Regions from separate parts of the Mus musculus genome. Here all the other regions are linked to region 1. A link is a contact called in public Hi-C and HiChIP or PLAC-seq data. All regions are on one chromosome and are shown on one strand. The core of a region is the stretch at or near the end of the contact, and the rest is flanking DNA. Distances in the headings are between cores, read along the strand shown. Region 1 overlaps Arfgef2 (ADP-ribosylation factor guanine nucleotide-exchange factor 2 (brefeldin A-inhibited)). Region 2 overlaps Ncoa3 (nuclear receptor coactivator 3). Region 3 overlaps Sulf2 (sulfatase 2). Region 4 overlaps Sulf2 (sulfatase 2).

Evidence for each region. Hi-C and Micro-C count contacts between places; a contact is called where the count stands out from the background. HiChIP or PLAC-seq counts read pairs in DNA pulled down with a chosen protein or histone mark.
Region 2: an H3K27ac HiChIP or PLAC-seq map of microglia shows a contact between it and region 1, with 4 times the contacts expected there. The contact joins two enhancer-like sites. A contact is called at or near these places in 2 of 115 datasets of contacts at active chromatin or transcription factors (large pre-B cells and microglia).
Region 3: a contact with region 1 is called in a Hi-C map of bone marrow-derived macrophages, with 10 read pairs. The contact joins two enhancer-like sites. A contact is called at or near these places in 1 of 15 datasets of contacts at CTCF or cohesin (large pre-B cells), 6 of 484 Hi-C or Micro-C datasets (the G1E-ER4 cell line, the P5424 cell line, bone marrow-derived macrophages and 2 more) and 3 of 115 datasets of contacts at active chromatin or transcription factors (embryonic stem cells and large pre-B cells).
Region 4: a Hi-C map of bone marrow-derived macrophages shows a contact between it and region 1, with 14 read pairs. The contact joins two enhancer-like sites. A contact is called at or near these places in 4 of 484 Hi-C or Micro-C datasets (bone marrow-derived macrophages, embryonic stem cells and stem cell-derived primordial germ cell-like cells) and 2 of 115 datasets of contacts at active chromatin or transcription factors (embryonic stem cells and large pre-B cells).

The regions. Positions count from the first base shown.
Region 1 is chr2:166,872,003-166,877,040 of GRCm38.p6, forward strand. It overlaps Arfgef2 (ADP-ribosylation factor guanine nucleotide-exchange factor 2 (brefeldin A-inhibited)), which reads left to right. Exons shown (of 39, transcript NM_001085495.2): 29 at 1,574-1,704; 30 at 1,861-1,990; 31 at 4,491-4,626. Among named protein-coding and RNA genes, the nearest start is that of Cse1l, 32 kb to the right of the region's middle. Within about 2 kb of position 3,094, at least 72 of the 459 cell types and tissues checked have an H3K27ac peak or open chromatin away from gene starts, as enhancers often do. A contact at or near this core is called in bone marrow-derived macrophages and microglia, where this site is marked.
Region 2 is chr2:166,009,268-166,014,305 of GRCm38.p6, forward strand. All of the region lies in intron 1 of Ncoa3 (nuclear receptor coactivator 3), which reads left to right. Among named protein-coding and RNA genes, the nearest start is that of Ncoa3, 19 kb to the left of the region's middle. Within about 2 kb of position 3,119, at least 80 of the 459 cell types and tissues checked have an H3K27ac peak or open chromatin away from gene starts, as enhancers often do. A contact at or near this core is called in microglia, where this site is marked.
Region 3 is chr2:166,082,505-166,087,542 of GRCm38.p6, forward strand. Sulf2 (sulfatase 2) reads right to left here. Exons shown (of 21, transcript NM_028072.5): 7 at 4,482-4,657; 8 at 3,179-3,307; 9 at 1,882-1,938; 10 at 1,352-1,481; 11 at 70-280. Among named protein-coding and RNA genes, the nearest start is that of Gm52534, 35 kb to the right of the region's middle. Within about 2 kb of position 2,662, at least 21 of the 459 cell types and tissues checked have an H3K27ac peak or open chromatin away from gene starts, as enhancers often do. A contact at or near this core is called in bone marrow-derived macrophages, where this site is marked.
Region 4 is chr2:166,106,076-166,111,113 of GRCm38.p6, forward strand. The region is part of intron 3 of Sulf2 (sulfatase 2); the gene reads right to left. Among named protein-coding and RNA genes, the nearest start is that of Gm52534, 12 kb to the right of the region's middle. Within about 2 kb of position 2,451, at least 11 of the 459 cell types and tissues checked have an H3K27ac peak or open chromatin away from gene starts, as enhancers often do. A contact at or near this core is called in bone marrow-derived macrophages, where this site is marked.

The DNA.
Region 1 (5,038 bases), core at 1,844-4,343:
GCTGTCGGTAACTCCTGCTGCAGAGGATCAGACAGCCTCTGGGCTCCGCACGCTCATACTCAGTGCACACTCCACAGACATAACATTAACCAGAGGAACCAGGAGTGGAGGTGCACACCTTTAATGTCAGCACTCAGAAGGCAGAGGCAGGGGGACCCCTGAGAGTTTGAGGTCATCCTGGTCTAAAGAGTGAGTTCCAGGACAGCCAGAGTTATATAGTGAGACCTTTTCTCAAAAACAAAAAAGAGCTGGGCGTGGTGGCACACACCTTTAATCCCAGCACTTGGGAGGCAGAGGCAGGCAGATTTCTGAGTTCGAGGCCAGCCTGGTCTACAGAGTGAGTTCCAGGACAGCCAGGGCTATACAGAGAAACCCTGTCTCGAAAAAAACAAAACAAAACAAAACAAAAAAGAAACTCTCCCTTTTAAGAAATGACATTTGCCACTGACACGCTGAGAAATCACAGTTCCAAATTGCATCTGTGGATTGGTCATGGAGGTTTGTGACAGAGCTTTGCATGCAACAGAGCCCACCCTAAACCCCCCTCTCTAAGAAAGGAAAGGGGGGAAGACGCCTTCTGTTTGCTTCTGGAGAAGTTTGGGTTTTTCTTTTTTTTTAAAGATTTATTTATTTATTATATGTAAGTACACTGTAGCTATCTTCAGACACACCAGAAGAGGGCGTCAGATCTCCTTACGGATGGTTGTGAGCCACCATGTGGTTGTTGGGATTTGAACTCCGGACCTTTTGGAGGAGCAGTCAGGTGCTCTTACCCACTGAGCCATCTCACCAGCCCTGGGTTTTTCTTATATGTCTCATCTTTCCGGGTAAGACCTGGGAACAATTAAGGGTTGGTTCCAAAGCATTGAAATGATGGGAACACAGACATCCTAGTTGATGTGGAGGTTTGCACCAGGCTGTGGAAATCCTCCCAGCCGGGCTACATAATGGACAACCACTTAGGTGTCAGTGCCTGTGAGCCAGGCAGCTTGTCAGTAAAATGGGCACATAGCAAGCTCTTTGTAACTAGTAGTAGCTGCTATTGAGTACTATGTCGCAGTGATTTCTGGAAACACAAGGAATTCTGGGTACTTAGCAGCCGTTGATCATTAGCATCTTTCCTTTTTCTTTTTAAGATTTACTTACTAATTTATTTTATGTATATGAGTACACTGTAGCTGTCTTCAGACACCCCAGAAGAGGGCATCGGATCCCATTACAGATGGTTGTGAGCCACCATGTGGTTGCTGGGAATTGAACTCAGGGCCTCTGGAAGAGCAGTCAGTGCTCTTAACAGCTGAGCCATCTCTCCAGCCCCTTAGCATGTTTCTTAATGTAACATTCACTCTCTGCCCCAGTGCTCTTGTGAGCTGCCTCCCTCTGGTCTGTAGGCTCATGGGAATGACACCTTCAGTGGGCAGGGGAATGTCTCCCTCGGTCTCTGGGATTTCCCCTTCTAGACTTCGGAAGAGAGTTTGGGAAAAGATTGTCTAGAGCCTCAGTCTTTGTGTGGCTGCTTTTCTGACCCCTCCTGCTTGCTTACACTACATCTGAGACATGATTTTCATTTCAGGTGCTGCAAGAGTACACAAGTGATGATATGAATGTGGCTCCTGGTGACAGGGTCTGGGTCAGAGGCTGGTTTCCCATCCTGTTTGAACTCTCCTGCATCATTAACAGATGCAAGTTAGATGTACGCACAAGGTAACTGGATCCCCAAGGCAGCTGGACATCAATGTTAAAATGAGTCGCTTCTTACCCCACCCCAGGTTCACACCTCCCCTCCCTGACCCTTGCCTCCATCTCAGTTTGGCCATTTCTTCCTCACCTTCTCCCTGCTCTCCTTTATTTTTCCCCCAGGGGACTCACGGTCATGTTTGAGATTATGAAGAGCTATGGCCACACCTTTGCAAAGCACTGGTGGCAGGACCTGTTCAGAATCGTGTTTCGAATTTTTGACAACATGAAACTCCCTGAGCAACAGTCAGAGGTGGGTGATGTCTACAGTGTGGCCTGTGAGTAGATGTAATGGGCCCATGGCCGGCCTCCTCCTTGGGGTTGTCTTGCCAGATAACAGGGGTTTAACAACTTAACAACTATTTAAGATGCTTCTACAAGTGGACAGAAGCACTGACCATCTTAGACCAGTGTCAGCTAGTTCTGGGAGATCCCTTTCTGGGAAAAGGGAGAGGAAGTTCCTCATGGTTTGCCCTCCTGGACCTGGACACTGCCTGCCAGCTCTGCAGGCTCATGGCTGCTCTTCTTGTGTGTGCCACGCTCTGACCTGGTCTTGCAGGATCGAGAGCAATGGCAGAGATGCACAGACAAGACAAGCACAGCTGTCTTCTTTTCTTTTTCTTTTTTGTCTTTTTATGACAGAGTTTATTTGTGTAGCCCTGGCTGACCTAGAACTTAGTTTGTAAACCAGGCTGGCCTCACAGTCATAGCTATCCACCTGCCTCTGCCTCCTGAGTGCTGAAATTACGAGTGTGTGCCATCACTACCTGACTGGCCCTTTATTAATGTATTATTTCAGGAACATCATTTCCCCCTCATACCAGCATAAAAATAACATGCACTAGATGAAATATTCCGGATACACAGAGTTCACACCTCTATCACATAGAAACTGAGGCTACCACTATGTTGTCTTTTCCTACTTAAACAGTTTATACAGTTGAAGTCCTAGTGTAGACATTTGTCCTGTTCTTTAATGTTAGAGTAATTTTTTCCTCATCATAAATAGATAGATAAATATTCATTTCAGAAAAATGCTTGTCTAGCATGCAGGAAGCATGTGGTCCGCACGTGTGCTCCAGCTCTAGGGTTTGTTTCTGCAATGCCCAGCCCCCGCATAGCTTTCTACACAGATTCTAGGGGTCTGGGGATTGGACTCAGTCCTCATGCTCGCTGGGCGACGCTCTGAAGTGAGCGTTCCTAAATTCCCTTGTAATTGAGGACAGGAATCCGGGAGGCCTAACTTCTGCATTCATGTCCACACACCATGGCTTGCATGTCTGCAGGGCACTGTGGGCCTTCCCCTTTCCCCACACTATCCAGCCTTTGCTTTCATTTACCTCGGTGCTCTGCACGGGCAGAGGCTCTGCTGGCTGGCTGGCTGGCTGCCACCACTGATCACCACATCTTCCTATTGGGACCTGGCTTTTTGGACCTGGCTTTTTGTCCTGTGTCATCAGCTTTTCCCAGTTGCTTCCTCTTCTGTTTGTTGAGGGGCTGGGTTTGGTTGGTTTTTCACTTGTGTGTTTTGTTTTTGAGGCAGTGTCATCCTCCAGCCTGGGTGGACCCGAAGGTCACTTTGTAGTCTTACTTTTTCATTGGTATCTTTATTTTCTTTTTATTTAGTTTTTTCTGGCTGTTCTGGACTCCATATATAGATCAGGCTAGCCTCAAACTCTCAAAAATCCGCCTGCTTCTGCCTCCCAGATGCTGGTATTAAAGATGTGCACCACCAACGTCCAGCTTAAAACTTTCCTCACACAGTATATTTTGGTTGTGTTTTCCCCTCCTCCAACTGTTCCCACATTCTTCCCGCATACCCAACTTTGTTCTTTCTCATTGTCTTAAAAAACACACACACACACACACACACACACACACACACACACACACACACACACACACAGTGTAACTCCTCACTCTGTATCGCTCCATTGCGGAAAGTGGATTTCCCTTTCCTGGCAACTGTCAGCTGCAGATGGCTTCTTGGTCAGGGGTGGGGCTCTGTAGGCCAGCACCTGTGCTGGTCTTTATTTACGCTATGTTACCAGGTCTTCAGTTTCATTTCCTTCTGGCTTTTATTTTGAGAACCCTATTCGTGACACTTTTCTTTTCTGTCATTGTGTAATCATTTTTATATTTCTCTGGTACTTTTATGCCGTCATTTTTTGAAAGAGTGTGGGGGGGGGCAGGATAAGGTGCTGGGTGACCGCCTCTTTCATAGTCCACTATTACTTTGAGTCAAGCTCTCCTGGTGAATGTGAGGCTCTCATTGTCTCCTCTTGGCAAACCCCAGCGGCGCCATATTCCCTCAGCCCTTCCCACACATGGGGCAATGGGTGCCTGGGACGGTAAGCTTGTTCCAAGGCTGTGAAATCTGAACTCCAGCTCTCGTGATTGCCTAGCAAGTGCCCTCGACTGCTGAGCCATCTCTTTAGCCCGTATGCAGTTGTCTTTATTTTCCCATATTATTTTAAGGGACAGTTTAATATTTGTGAGTCCACAGTGAAGCCTATCACACCATGCAGTTTTCAGAGTCTGAATGTTACAGGGGTGGACATTTTCTTCTGCAAACATTTCCTCACCCGCCTGACTGTTTCTGTAGGATCTGACGGTGGAGAGAGTAGTTCTGAGCAAGCAGAAGCAGTCAGGTTTGAGATGTCGATACTTATGTGAGTGACAGCCAGGCTTGCAAGAGCAGCCATCTTACCCTAGAGATGTTGGTTTTGAAGATTCATTTTTTTTCCTTTCAGAAATCAGAGTGGATGACGACCACGTGCAATCATGCACTGTACGCTATTTGTGACGTATTCACCCAGTTCTACGAAGCTTTGCATGAAGTGCTTCTCTCTGATGTGTTTGCGCAGCTGCAGTGGTGCGTGAAACAAGGTATTCATTAAGTGAGGGAGGGGCAGTGTTTCCTCGTACACAGTCTTTATGAGGAATTAATTTTCTGTCATAAAAGTATAAATGCAATGCCAAGGGTCACTGTGTACAATTCAGTCCACCAGTCCCTTCCCAGGTTGATTTATAAGCACAGTTTAAAGGTGGATTTTGTTGTTTTTGTTTTAAAGGGTGAGATGCACTTTTGTGCTTTAAAGTTTGTTTTTTTTTTAATTCCCCTCCGTTTCTCCCTCCCTCCTTTCCTCCCAGCCTGTGTCTGTCCATCCGTGTGTACATCCGTGTGTCCATGAGCTATTCCCTCAACTCCCTTCTTTCAAGTTTTATGTGTTTGTAATTTTTTTATAGTAAACTATTTTTTAAAGTACTTTTGGAGTTACTATCACCAGCTACATCAGTG
Region 2 (5,038 bases), core at 1,869-4,368, 860 kb before region 1:
AGGAGTCAGGAGGGTCAGAGGTTCAAGGTCATCCTCTGCACCTAGTGAGAGAATTTGAGACCAGCCTGGACTGCATGAGCCATTGTTTGAAAGGGGGAAAAATAATCTTTGTCTATTTCCTCCCCAATATAAGTTAAAATGTATAGTATTACATATGTTCTAGTGTGATCTCATGAAAAGGTGCTGAAAACCTGTCTAAAACACTGGCTCTCAGTGTATGTTCCAGGAGCGAAACTCAGGGCCTGCCTCTGCCACTGCAAAGAGTGTCTTGCCTATGATTTTTTATATTCCCTTAAAATCAAGAAAACAAATAAAACAGAATCCCCACCTTTTTTTTTTTTTTTTTTTTTGAGAGATGTCACATGTCCTGTGGGCTGGCCTTAAATCTGGAGACTTCTTCCTCCTCCTGAGTTCTGGCATAATCACCATGCCTGGCTTTTCGATGTGATGCTAGGGACCAAACCCAAGGCGTCATGCTTGCCCCACACTCTGCCAAGTGAGCTGTGTTTCCCAGCTGCTGTGCTTTCCTCTCCATGCTGGAAACACTCAGCTCTAGGAATCAGACCCTTGGCACAGAGTAGGTACATGCTAGCCCTAAAAATATGGGCTATATGGATGTGAAGAATGTATTTCTATAAAGAGATGTGCATCTTACTACCCCCTTTTGTGATGAGATCTTGCTGTCCATGCTGGTCTTGATGTTGTTGCCTGCTTGGGCCTCCGGAGCAGCTCTGACTAAGGGCTCCTGCCACAATGCTGGTCTTGTCTCATGGGTTCTACTTCACTGTCTACTGACTTATGTTAGCTTTTGAATGCTTGAGGCATATGCAAATGAGAAAATCAGCATCTCAGAGTGTTTGTAGCATTGTAGCCTTCATATTAAGTTACTGTACCTTTAAGCTTCTGCGGGTCTCAATGGATGTGTCTCTCTCCCAAAGGTGATGGAGACCCCAGGTTTTTTACTGTTCCCTTCACTTAAGTAGTTATTTTATCTGAATTATTTTTGACATACTTGAATTTTGGAACAGTTTTTAGTTTACATCTAAAAAGGATACTTAAAAAAGAACAGTGGAAATTTCCAGCTTTAAAAAAATTTGACTGGTCTAATAACTGCTTCGCAGGAAGAAATATGAAAAGGAGCCGCAGACGTTCTGGATGTCAGCCTGTGAAATTTTCCACTATTTCCCATAATAACATGCAGGCACGCTTATATTCCTGATTCAGTGGGACTGTGACTGCAGTTGCCTGACTGGAATTTGAAGCTCCTGTCAGCGAGAAATGGCATCTGCCACTCCTGCGAGCAGCGCGGAGCTGCCCGTCCTAGGGGCTGGGCTTGCTCTAGGGTTGCCTGGGGAGACACTGTTGGAAAGGCTGATCTTGGAAATTATTTATACGTTTCACGATTCCAAACGATTTTGATTATAGTGGACTTACAATAATACATCTGCTGCAACAGTTTTTTTTAATAGTTTTATTTATATAAATTTATAGAATTTTATTTTGTGTAAAATGCTCAGAGAAGTAAAACATAAAGGTTCGGATAGATCCAGGTTTCATTTGCTACAATTTAGAAACTATTCAATGTATTAGCTTATGCAGGTCCCTGTTAGTGCAGTAGAAGATCAGCAGGCTTCCTCCTGAAGTTAGCCATTCTTTAGACTCAAGTGAGCAGGTCACCCCATTTGCCCAGGTTCTGTAAGTTGACCAAGATAAGTATGGAAGAGCAGATCACAAGATACACTGTAACCTAAGCCTGTCCTGCTTCATCTCTTACAAGGCAGAGTGCCATTGAGGAATGGCCAGCCACCCTTTATGAATTAAACTTAATTATTTACTTTTGAGAGATGGTGTCACTCTACTGCTCAGGTTGGCCTGAAGCTTGGGGGGTTCAGCTACCCCACCTTGCTGATTTTAACTAGACAACTCTTTTCTTTCTTTCTCCCCTTCTTCTCCTTTTTTTTTTTTTTTTTTTTTTGGGGTGTGTGTGTGTGTGTGTGTGTGTGTGTGTGTTATGAGACAGGGTTTTCCTGTGTAGTTCTAACTTGTCTGCCCTGGAATTCACTCTGTAGACCAGGCCTCAAACTCAGAGATCTACCAGCCACTGCCTCCCAAGTGCCAGGGAAGCTGAGGCAGGAGGATTAACATTGCTTTGAGGCCAGCCTTGTTTACAGTTCCAGGACAGCTAGTGTTACATAGTAAAGACCTAGTCTCAAGAGAATACAGAATACAAAGTGGAAAACAAACAAAATACCTCCAAAACAACAATGAACCAGATCCTTGCCCTGCAGAGTAAACTGTAAGGACACACGTGCTTCTCCAGTGAGGAATGAGGGTTTGAGTGATAACAGATGTGCTTCACACTCTTGAGTTGCTTCCAGCTTAGAGATAAAGCCATATTAATGCGCAAGTAACTGTTTCTGGACCGGAATAACTATGCTGGAGCAGGCTTCTACCCTGGTCATTGGGTTCTCCCTGTTGAGTCTCATCTCTTTCTTAGATTCTGTTGTCTTCTGACCTCTTCATGACTTCCCTTTCCAGCCCTCTCTACATATTCTACATTTTCAACCATTTATCCCTTTCTCCTCACCCTAATTCTCTTCTGGCCTGAAGGCTTCCCTGTCAACCTCCCCTGCCCTCTGCTGCTCACTGTTAACTGCATCTTTACCTTCCGTGCCTTGCTTGCCGAAATGCCTGCCTTCAAACTGGCTGATCCCAGCCATTTCCACTGTCCCTTCAACTCGAGGTCTGTCTGTTTGTCTGTCTGTTTTTGTTTCTCTTTGTGTGTTTGTGATCAATTCCAGGGCTTCCTGAATACTCGGTAAGTGTTCTGGTACTACATTTTATTCTTAACACTGGAGTTTATATTTTAGTTAGGATAATTTCACTGAGAAAGTAAAATGAACAAAAAGTTAAGAAAGGAAGCCTAGGAGGAAGGATTGGGAAGGGGAAGCAGTTTTGTGTCCAGGTCAGTCCTGCAGCTTCCAGCCACAGGCCTTGCTCCCGGGGCAAGCATTCCAGCCTGAGTTAGGTCTTCAACACTTGCATTTGAAATGCTCTTTCCATTCTATAGTTCAGGCTGGCCTCAAACCTATTATCCTCTTATCTCCACCTCCCACCTTCTGCTATCTGGCCTGCTCCACCTACCCAGCAAGACTTCTGCTTTCAGTTTTGAACAAATGGGGAACCGCAGATTTAAAAATCATGTTTTTGTTTTTCTTTTATAAAAAGGCCTTTGATTTTATTTTTATTTTATTTCCCCCTTAAAGCACTTCTTTTTTTTTTAAAGATTTATTTATTTATTATATGTAAGTATACTGTAGCTGTCTTCAGACACTCCAGAAGAGGGAGTCAGATCTTGTTACAGATGGTTGTGAGCCACCATATGGTTGCTGGGATTTGAACTCCAGACCTTCAGAAGAGCAGTCGGGTGCTCTTACCCACTGAACCATCTCACCAGCCCAAAGCACTTCTTTTTTTTTTTTTGGTTTTTCGAGACAGGGTTTCTCTGTATAGCCCTGGCTGTCCTGGAACTCACTCTGTAGACCAGGCTGACCTCGAACTCAGAAATCCGCCTGCCTCTGCCTCCCGAGTGCTGGGATTAAAGGCGTGCGCCACCACGCCTGGCTCCAAAGCACTTCTTTCTTGTTTTTTTTTTTTTTTTTTTTTTTTTAAAATAAAAGTGATTAATTCCTGTTCCTGTGGAAAACAGAAAAATACAAAGAAAGAAAATAAGGATTACTAATAACTTCCTGTACAATTAATATTTTTTTTCCTGGAGTCTGGAGAGGTTTCTCAGTGGTTATGGGCACTTTTGTAGTAAGGTAAAGTGTCGCACACCATTAATCCTAGCATGCAGGCTGGTCTCTTGAGTTTTGAGGCTGTGCTGGTTTATATAAATAGTTTCCGGACATCCAGGGCTACAGGGAAAGACCCTGTTTTAAAAAGGAGGAGGAGGAAGAAAGCAAACAAGCAAATAAGCAAGCAAGCAAGCAAGCACTTATGCTGGCAGAGGACCCAGGTTTGGTTTCCATCACACACATCAGATAGCTCACGACTGCCTGTAACTCAGGTCTAAGGGATCAGGCACCTTCTTCTGTCCTCTGTGGGCCCTGCATGTACACAGTGCATAATAAACCAATGCAGGAACTCACATACACATAAATTTAAAAAAGTTTTAACTTGTGTGTGTGTTTGCCTGCCATAGTGTGAGCTGGTGTGCACGTTGTGGTGTGTGCGTGTGTGGGTAGGTTAGGAGATAACTTGTGATAGTCTGTTTGGTGTAAAGTTCTAGGGTGCCAGGCTTGTGGACGAACACTTTCCTCACTGGCCATCCCTCCAGGCCAACTGCTTTTTATCTCAACAAAATGCTATCAGCTCCTGGATGTCTGCATAGCACAAAGGCTTATTTTTAAATAATGAATGTTGGATTTCCGTTTAATGTGGCAGATGTAAAGCATCTTTGCTTTACATTTGATGGAGTTTGGTTGAGTCTGTCCAGAGAAGAACTTGTTATTCATTATAGACAGTGCAGTACATACTCAAATACCTGTCTTTCATGCATATGTAATGGTAGTATGGCTTAACCAAAACAAATTATTCTTAGGTATTTGATATTATGGAGATTAAAAGAATTCTGTGTCTGTTAAATGCTGTCAGTGGATTGAGTCAGGCCAGCCTTGAACTCTTTTTTTTTTTTTTTTTTTTGGTTTTTCGAGACAGGGTTTCTCTGTGTAGCCCTGGCTGTCCTGGAACTCACTTTGTAGACCAGGCTGTACTCGAACTCAGAAATCCGCCTGCCTCTGCTTCCCAAGTGCTGGGATTAAAGGCGTGCGCCACCACGCCCGGCCAACCTTGAACTCTTCTTGATCTTGGTCTTCTGTCTCCGTCACTGCAGTGCTAAGGCTTTGGGGGAACGATTGCTAGATAGATTTCCAGGTAACTTTAAGATGCACAATTTCTGTTGTCTCCTGAGAGGTTGTTCTTTCATTAATAAGAACATTGTTTTTCCTCTTTAAAGTGAGTCTCCTGAGGTTGGTTT
Region 3 (5,038 bases), core at 1,412-3,911, 790 kb before region 1:
AGTTCACATGGCCCAGCCAGAGCCATGGCTGCTCATCCTCTCAACTTTGGGCAGGCTGGTGACACTTACTTTTCTTAAAGAGCTTACGGCGTCCAGCCAGGCCCAGTTTGTAGTCCCCTCCACCGCCACTGTCACAGCTGCAGGCCTCGCTGCTCTGGCCGTCATACTTGGGCACCAGGTTGGAGAGGGCTCTGCTGCCACCGCCGCCACCAAACCGCATGGGGCCTTTACATTTGTGCAGCTTCAGCGTCCCAGAAGCGTCCTCCACACACTGCCACTTCTGTGGGACACAGCAGGGCTTCAGGTGTCACCCCCCCCATCCCCACCATCCTGTTTGCCACACCTACCTCTCCTCCTGCCCACGCTCAGCTTGGCAAATGCCACACCCGTGCCAACTCCGACTGCCTGTTTCTCCCTCCTGTCCACACTTAGCTGGACCTACCATGGCGTTCACCAATACAGCCCCTGTCTGCCTAAAGTTATGTCCTCATGGTGGTTGGTCAGCCTCCCTTGGATCTGAGCTGCTAATACCTGGTCTAATCCCTGCTCTTCCTCAGCCTCCCTCCCCCATTCTCTTCCAGTGCTCATGGATGCGGCTTTCAGTGCAACTCAAACTTTGGCATGAAAGAGCTATGTCACGATCTCCACTCTGAGAGAAAGCACTAAGAGGAAGAGAGCCTCGCCCCAGACATAGCCCGGGCTGGGGGGAACTGGAGGTGTGCTGGAGCTGGGATAGTAGCCCAGTGTCCTTGACTACTTCTCAAGGTCTGGTTCACCCTGCCCTCTCCTTACCAGTCCACTCACCCGGTGGCCAGAGTCTGCGATGTCACAGCTCCTTGCTGTCCTCGCTCCCCTTGGTTTGGGCCATCCCCCCCCCCCAACTTCTGTTCGTTCCACATGCCCACATCTCTCCCTCATCTCTCACTCCTCTCCTCCTGTCTCCCTGCCCTCTGAGGCTCATGCCCGGCTAACTATCCCTCCCCAATCTCTATAGCTCACCTTGGAAAGGCCTCCTCCAGACGCCGGCTCTTTCTCTCCCTGGATACTACCAGGGTTATATGTTTACTTAGCGTCTCTTTTGCAATCAATGTCCTTTTAAAAAAAAAATCTTGAAAGCTATTTCCTAATCCCCCTATAAACGGAAGCCAGCCGCAGAGAGTTATACCACACAAGTCAGCTGGGAGGCAATGAATGCTGTTTGCCACCTGAGCCTGCCTGCTGGTGTTTTCCCACATGAGGAGTGCAAGGTCACACACCCAGAGGACACTGCTACCCTGACAGGGACCAGAGCCTCCCATGTAACCATGGCAACCACACCCCAGAGGACCCAGAAGATCCGCCATCTCCTCACCTGCCCCAGCTGTTCGCATGCTGTCTGGTACTCAGCTCGCTGACACAGGTCCTTCACGCGCTGGTACTTGGGCAGGAAGTTCTCCTCCTGGGCATTCACTTTGTCACCCTCCCTCTTGTGGAGCAGTTTGCTGAGGGAGATGCGGGGCTGGTTGAACTGGGTGGAGCCCTGGGGCAACTTGTGCTTGCCTAGGCTGCCGGCCCTGCATAGCTCTGTGGAGACCTACTGTGGAGGATGGGTGGCTGGTGGCTTGAGAGCACCTGGGTTTTAATGGGAAGTCTACAGGAGCTGTCTATCCCAGATGGCCTGAGTTAGGATTAAATGAACAGTGATGACATCGTACAGGCTCTGCCAAGTATGTTGAATGGGGACATGTGGCCTCCAGATTCGAATTCTGCATGAGCCACCCAATTGTGACAGGGAATTTGGACACAGCTCTGAGTCACCCAGTCACTAGCACAGCACTATTCAGCCTCCCACAGTCTTGTGACCACTCCTCATGGGGGTCTTCCTGCCCGGCCGGCACTCACCCTCTCTCCACCAGGAAGGAGTCTCGCCAGACCCTCAGCTTCTTTTTCAAGTGGAACCTAGAAAACAAGCAGGTCCAGCATCCTGTCTGCCGGGTTCCCGTGTCCCCAGCCCTGTCCACAGGTTCTCCATACCCTGGGCCAAGTGGCAGTCATTGAGTGACACTGGAAAGGTTTCCACACCCCAGGGACAGGGCTGCTTCTCCAAGATGTGTTCTGAATGCCTCTTTGTGGTTGAAATGGGTACAGTTACATGGGCATTTGCACGTGTGTGTGTGTGTTTGTGTGTGAGTTTTGGAGTCTCTCAGGAGCCCAGTTCTGGGCTAATGAGTGCCTGCAGGGGGTCATTTCTCCTGATCTATGAGATAACCAAGAAGTCAGACTCTTCGTCACAATGGCTATGACTTTTGTGGCCCTATTGATGGGTGGTGGGACTGACCGGGAGTGTGTTCCAGGTGTCCTGGGTGGCTGAAGGAAGCAGCAATGAAATGGGGGAAAAAAAAAAACAAAAAAAAAAAAACAGAAAGGAAGGTGGAAAGGAAGGTGGCTAGAGATGAGGAACCAGAAAGGCAGGAGCGACCCCTTGTGGTCCCCGATTCTCAAGTGTCCTGTGCCCCTACACTCTGCATGTGTCCATTTTAGACCCTTCCAGCCCCCTTCGTTGGAAGATGTACCGACCTTACAGGGCCACCAGCCACCTGTAGATCTCAGGGCTGGGCCCCCTGGGAGGAAAGTCTAGGAGAGGCTCACAGAAAGATCTGTTATCCAGGGGGCAGTTTCACTGTTGACCACAAGGGGTCGCTCCTGCCTTTCTGGTTCCTCATCTCTAGCCACCTTCCTTTCCACCTTCCTTGTTTTGTTTTCCCCATTTCATTGCTGCTTCCTTCAGCCACCCAGGACACCTGGAACACACTCCCGGTCAGTCCCACCACCCATCAATAGGGCCACAAAAGTCATAGCCATTGTGACGAAGAGTCTGACTTCTTGGTTATCCTCTATCTCTCTAGGATTCAGAGAACACAACTTTCCTTTACTGGGTTACTATGAGGGCCAACGTGCTGGAGTGCCCGGGGCACAGCACAGTGCTACTGTTAACTTTGGGCTTTTCATCCTTTTAGCTTTGGAAGGTCCTTAGCTCCAAATGGGAGGATAGAATCCCAGAGAGGGCTGGTCCTTCAATCTCTCATGGGTTAGTGGGGGGCACCTAGATCCTGATTCCAGTGGCCTTCCCAGTTCCCCGTGGTTGAGTTCCCCCTGGCTAGGGAGCCTCCTTCCCTGGGTCTCTCTTGCTCCTTCTCACCGGTTCACTGGCCGCTCTGAGTCCAGTAGTTTGAGAATAGACTTCCCGTCCATGTCTGCAGGGATGTCCAGTCCAGCGATATCCAGTATGGTGGGGGCCAGGTCAATGTTGAGGACAATGTGGGGGTTCCTGGGGAACAGAGAGGGAGTGGAAACTTGGCCACCTGGGTGGCAGCTTAGCTTGGGACAGAGGCATCTGGAGGTGAAGAGGGAGGGACATCTGCAAATGAGAGAGCTTCCATCCTGACACTCTGACCCGTAGGGAGGCCAGTTCCAGCCGGACCGTCCGGTGCTGCACTGTCAAGGTTACATGCCCTAATACTATCCTCCTCTGCCTCTAGGGTTCATGCCCGCCCTCTTGTTGGTTCTTGCTGGCTGGGCACGCACAGTCTGGCCTCTGAGCACCTGTTATACTCGACCCAGAATGATTTTCCTCGAGGCAGCCGTGTGTCGCTTTTAGCTCTTAACAAGGAGTCTGGTGACAAGCCCCATAGGCTTGGGGACCCCACTCCTGGGATCACATTAGGGTGATCCACTCAGTAGCCACCCATGTGAGAGGGGCCCGGCAAAGACTATGAGGGATGGGTTGGCGCTCCAGCTGTTCTGTGGACAGATGTTCAGCGGTCTCACTGGCGGTATCCTCCTGCCTCTCTCCCTTGCTGGCGTGGAAGATGGGCTGTGCAAGTCCCAGTCCTCCCTCTGGATATACCTGACTGGACTTTGACCCCCCCTCCCCCAGCCCCCCAGCTGCTACAGAGATGAGGCGGCCGCGATTGCCAGCCTTTCATTCAACTCTGCCTCCTCTAAGCGGTTCTGTTTCCGGTTGCCACTTCAAAGGTTAGGCCAAGGAGAACGGCTAAGGCCATGGCCCACACGGTCCTTGAGGAAAGAGCAGACGGCAGACAGCTTACTCGGTGTTGCCACCAGGAGCAGGCCCAGTGGACAATGGCTCTCTGCTTAAGTCTGAGATCTCTTCCTCAACAGCCACCAGACCAGTGACTGCCCAGACGGGGTGGGAATCAAAGAACCTTCCCATGAGCTGGCAACACCCAGGCTCTGGCATTTCCTGGCACGGAACCCCGCCTCGCTGTTTTTCATGGGAGTCATAGCTCCTGGCTTCCGCCTCAGAAGGGTATGACCCTCCTCGGAGTCCACCCTGGCCGACACAATGGCTGGTACAACTGTTCTAGAATCTTGCCCCTGAGAGGCGTGGATTGGACCTGTGCTGAGTTTCAGACCAAGCAGAGTCCAAGGTCTCCCCGTGAGCCTGGGACCTGGGGTACGGGCACAGGAGACACACTTACAGAGAGCCAGCTTCCACGTTGGGGCCCCTCACGTAGAACGGGACTCTGATGTCGAATTCATACGGCATAGACTTGCCCTTCACCAGCCCAAACTGGCCAATGTGGTAGCCGTGGTCGGCGGTGTACAGGATGTACGTGTTGTCCAGCTCCCCCGTCTCCACCAGCATGTCATAGATCTGCAACAGAGGCCAGAGGTGAGGTGGCTGGCCTCGTGGGAGCCCTCCGCTCTCAGCACACCTCCCATCTCGACCATGCCTGGGGCAAGTCCACTTCTCTGCAAGGCCCCCGGAACTGACTCCCTTATCCTGTCTCTTACACTTGTTAACATCTGTCCCTTGTCTGTGGACAGTTCCTATGGGGTGGGGTCTTGCTGTGTGGGGGTCTCTGTATTTTGCTCTCTGGCAGCTGTGTTGCACTTGCACTGACCCTTAATAAATGACCTTGGATGAATGCATGCATGAATGAATGAATGAATGCATGAATGCATGAATGCATGAAGGAAGGAAGGAAGGAAGGAAGGAAGGAAGGAAGGAAGGAAGGAAGGAAGGAAGGAAACA
Region 4 (5,038 bases), core at 1,201-3,700, 770 kb before region 1:
GTTCTGGAAATAGCTGTGCCACTAAGAATGACCTTGAACTTGCGATCCTCCGGCCTCTCCCTTCTGAATCCTGAGAGTCCAGCATGTGCCAGCATGCCTGGTTTATGAGGTGCCGAGGGCTAAATCCAGAGCCCTCCACACAGCTCCCGACGGAGCCACATCCCCAGCCCCACCACCACTAGGTTTCAGTGGTGGATGCCTGTTTTCTGTCTCTGCCTGGCAGGTGTTCAAGTACTCATCTTTGTATAACTGGGACTGGGTAGGGAGTGGTAACTGACTCCCCAGGGAAGAGTGAGGATGGATCTGGAAAGTTCTCCACAGCAGGGGAGTGGGTGAAGTGTGTTTTATACAGAAGCAAGTACTAAGGTGCCAGGGCAGGGATGACCGTACCACAGAGAGGGTCAGTGGCCCGCGTATGAATGGAACAGAAGAGCCAGAGGCAGGAGAGACGTGAACAGGTGAGCCCGATAGAAGGAGCTGTGGGTTTATCTCAGGAACTCAGAACAGCCAGGGGAGGGTTTCAATCAGAGTGCAGCTTTTCAAGGCACCCCCTGTTGTCCTCTTTGGGGAGTAGGGGTGGTTGGCTAGTCACCAGGGGAAAGAAGGGCCAGGCAGCTCACAAGGACTGAGGGCTGAGCCCTTTCTAGGCTCCTTTTTCCTACCTGCTTGTTCCGAGTGGGACTGTTGCTATGGAGAGAGCTTGGGTTGCAGAGGACCCCAGGGCATCAGGCCAAGGCTGGGCAGTGGGTGCAGGGGACCTGGAGGGGGTTGCTTGAGTTTCTAACTGAATGCAGGCTTCAGCCTCCCCTGCCAGACTCAGGCAGCTGTAGCAAATGACAGAGTCCATTCATTTCCAGAAAACCTCGTTAGCTGGGAGGGAGGCTAGCTAGCATCAGGGAGAGGCTCTATGGCCTGTTGATTCACTATCAGGACAAACTGGCCTTGAACTCTCAAACCTGCCTCAGCTTTCCAATGCTTGGATTATAGGTGTGCACCCCCACACCTTTATGAAGTGATGTGGATTAAACCCATGGCTTCCTGTGTGCTGGGCGAGTGCTCTCCCGACTGAGCTATACTGTTGGCCCTTTCCTTTTAATGTGTGTATGTATGCCTGTGGTGTTTGTGTGTGGTATTATGTGTGTATGTGGTGTATTGTGCAGGCGTGGGGTAGTGTGTGTGTGTAGTGTAGTGTCTGTGTGTGGTGGTGTGTGTGTGTGTGGTATGGAGTATATGTGTATGTGTGTGCATTCCTGTGTGTGTGTGTGTGTGTGTGTGTGTGGTGAGTGTGTGTGGTGTGGGCTGTGTGTGTGTGTGCATCCCTTTGGTGTGTGTGTGTGTGTGTGTGTGTGTGTGTGTGTGTGAGCATTAGCATAGGCTAATGTCAGATATCTTTTTGGATTATTCTCCACCTTATATGCTGAGGTAGGGTCTCCCACATGAACCCCGACTTCACCAGTTCTACCAGCTTGTTCCAGGGATTTCATCTTCTTTGGAGACTGGGTTACAGATGGGCATTCGTACCCCGCCTTTTACCAGGATGCTGGGGATCGGGCCTGGTCCTTGTTGGCTTCCCCACTAAGCCATCTTCCCAGCCCTCTGCCCTCTCAACTGCAGACGTGCAGAAGGGTGGGGCAGAGGGGCAGACAATCCACAGCAGCCTTTACAGCAGGACTGGAGGATCCATCAACTATAGGAAATTCCCATTACCTCAGGGAGCGTGACATATCAGACCCCTCGGAGCTGCTCTCAGAGGTATCTCACCAATGGCCCTTTCCTATAATAATGAGTTTGCCGTATTTCCTCCCAAAAGGAATTCACAGTCGAAAAATAATTTCCTATGCCAGTCATCTCCCAAAGTTGAAAGAACATTAGAACAGCAATCTTCAAGAAAAATAAAAGCTGGGAGATTTATAACAAAGGGAGGCTTCAACCGGAAACGTCTCTGGCACATCCGTCAAGGAGACATGAGGTGGCAGTCAGGTGCCAGCAAGGAGACAGATTCCCTGGGAGGCTGCTGGTTCCCAGCGCAGGCTGGTGGGCGCTTGGTATTTGCAATTCAAATACTGGTTGCCCCTGCCATCAGGGACAGAATTTTCAGAAATAAGGAATCTCTTGGAAAAGTTTCACATTCAATTATAACAGCTTTCCTGTCAGATCTAATGCTAGGAAACTGAGCACATTTATAACTGCCAAAAACCTAAAACCAACCAACCACCACCCACAACAACAACAAAAAAAACCCCTTCCTTATTTATATAGAAAATAGACTCAGATTCAATACTCAGAACAATAAGCATAAAATAATCCCCCCACACACGAATGACTTGGAGGGTAGTGTAGAAGGCATGTGGACTGCAGAGCGTCCACCAAAGTCCCTTGCTTCATTCAGGATACAGCCAGCATCCTGTATCACTGTGTTCATGGATTTGGCCCATAGGGGGCGCTGTGCTTCCTTGAGAAAAAGGCTTGCAATTAAGTGGTCTGAAGCCTAAGAGGCCCTCCCTCCCATGAGTTGGTGTGAGTTAGCCTCCTGTTTGCAGAGTTAAAACCCAGTAGGCAGGCATGGAGCTGTGGTCCCAGCACTGGGGAGGTACTAGCAGGGGCATTGCAAGTTCAAGGGCCGCCTGGTTACCTAAGAAGACCTTGTTTCAAACATCAAACAAAACATGAGGTTTTGGGCACTGAAGCCTTTCTTCTGTCCCATGTCTACTGAAGTCAGGCCTGAGGGTGGCTCTGGAAGGGAGGACAGTGACAGGTGGGGGGTTGAACACATGAGCCATATCGTGACTCTCCAGATACCCACTCTGATCCTGGTACCTGCACAGTGTGTGACCTTATCTGAGCCCTAGCTTCTGTGATCAAGTTAAAAGAAGTTAAAAGAAGCTTACATCGATCGGGTCAGGGGGAACTGCAGGCCAGTGCTGTCAACGGGGAAATCTGGACACAGATGCCTGGATCTGAGAGCCACGAGGAGAGAGAGGCAGAGCCTGGGGAGCCTGGGATATGGAGAGCTGAGGAGGCTGGAACAGAAGTCCCCTGGGGACAGCCGATTTGGGATGTCAGAGGAGAAGCACCTCCTGCTTTAAGCTCCTGGGTTGTGGCTCTGGGTCTCTGCAGTTCTCGGGAACCTGTGTGTGGCTGAGCGAGGCTGAGGGACAGTCAGGGATCAGACGGACACCTGGACCTCCCCACCCCCATACCTCATCCTCAGGGGACTGAGGACACACACCTATGCTTACTCCACTTTTCCTTATTTGTGTGTGGCGTGTGCATGCATACATATGTATTCATGTATGTACATGTATGTAAGGATACTTGTACATGGGAGTGTGGAGGAATATCCAGTATCTTCCTCAATCATCCAGCCCCCCTCTCCAACAGTTGGTAACTTTTTAAAAATATATATTTATTTATCTGTGTGTGTGTATGTGTGTGTGTTTGTGGGGGTGCGTGGGTGCAGCATATGTGTGGAGACCAGAGGACAACTTGCAGGAGTTGGTTCTCTCTTTCTACTGGGTGGGTTCTGCAGCCCATCTCATCAGGCTTGGCGGCAAGCACCTTTACCTGCTGAGGCATCTTGCTTGCCTCTCTACCTTAGTGTTCAAGCCATCTCTTACTGAACCGGAAGCCCCCCAACTGGCTAGGCTGGCCGGCTAGTGATTCCCAAGGACTCTCTTGTCTCTGTCTCTCCAGGGCTCGTGAGAGGCAGTAGCTGCCATGCCTGGCCTTTTCTGTGGGTCCCGGGGAAGAAACTCCTCGTTTATTGATGGCTCTGCAGACAGAACGGTCTCCCAGCCCCCACGCTTCCTCTCCCTCCCAAGGACTTTCACTGCATGAATTTGTGGGACCTGGTCACACCGTCCTTGGGGTGATGCATATTATGGGCACTGGGCAACTTATCCACATCGTAACACTGCTGTAGAGAAGGGAAACTGAGCATCAGGGAAGCGTCCCAGCTCACAGTCACAAGTAATGTTAGAGCGAGGGCCTGGGTGACTCACTTATGTAAATCTTAAAAGCATTGAAAGGCTAGAGACTAAGGGCTTAAGGAGATTTGGGGACTTAAAAAAAGATTAATTTTATGTGCATCTGTGATCTATATGTATAGACGTGCACTGCATGGATGCTTGGTGCACATGGAGCCAGAGAGGGCCCTGGATTCTCTGGAACTGGAGTCACAGGGGATTATGAGCCACCCGGTGAGTGCTGAGACCCAAAGCCAGTCCCTTTGCAAGAGTGTCAACCGCTCCTAACTACCGGAGCCATTTTGTTTTAGATCAGAGGGTCTCCCAACCCATGTATAGGTTGAGACCCCTTTACCAAACCTTTACCTCCCAAATATTTACATGACAATCCCTAACAGTAGCAAAATCACAGTTATGAAATAGCAACAAAATAATTTTATGGTTGGGGGTCACCACGGCATGAGGAACTGTATTAGAATGTCACAGTGTATGAAAGGTTGAGAACCACAGTGTCAAACGGTCTCAGGTAGCCGAGGCTAGCCTCAGACTTTCTACGCAGATGAGGGTGAGTCTGAACAACTGGTCCTCCCTCCACTACGCCTGTGGGCTGAGAGCATGGGTGTGCCGCCATGCTTGACTTAACTAAAGGACAATGAGCCGGATCTGAGAGACAGATGTGGCAGGAGAAGCTGGACCTTCAGTGGGCTATATGACCCAGGCAAGGCCCAGACAGACCCCCATGCCGAGAGGTAAGTCCTTCAGGGGAGGTTCCAAGACTCGGGGGGCAGATGGGGACTCTGCAGCCACAGGCCATAAGGGTCATGTGTGGGTGGGTGGGCACACAAGGGGCAGCTGGACCGTGAAGAAGAGAGCTGTGTGTGCACACTCAAGTGTGTCCCTGTGTGCACTCCGGGGAAAGGAAGCCGGCAGCAGACAGGCAGGAGGAAGGCCAAGGGCAGAGAAGGCTGCCATTGTGAAGGTGGGGACAGCTGCACCAGGGTCCAGAAAAGCATCCAGGACAGCCGGAGTCTCCCCTGTGTAAGCAGAGAGATAACGGAGAAGCAGCCCATGCC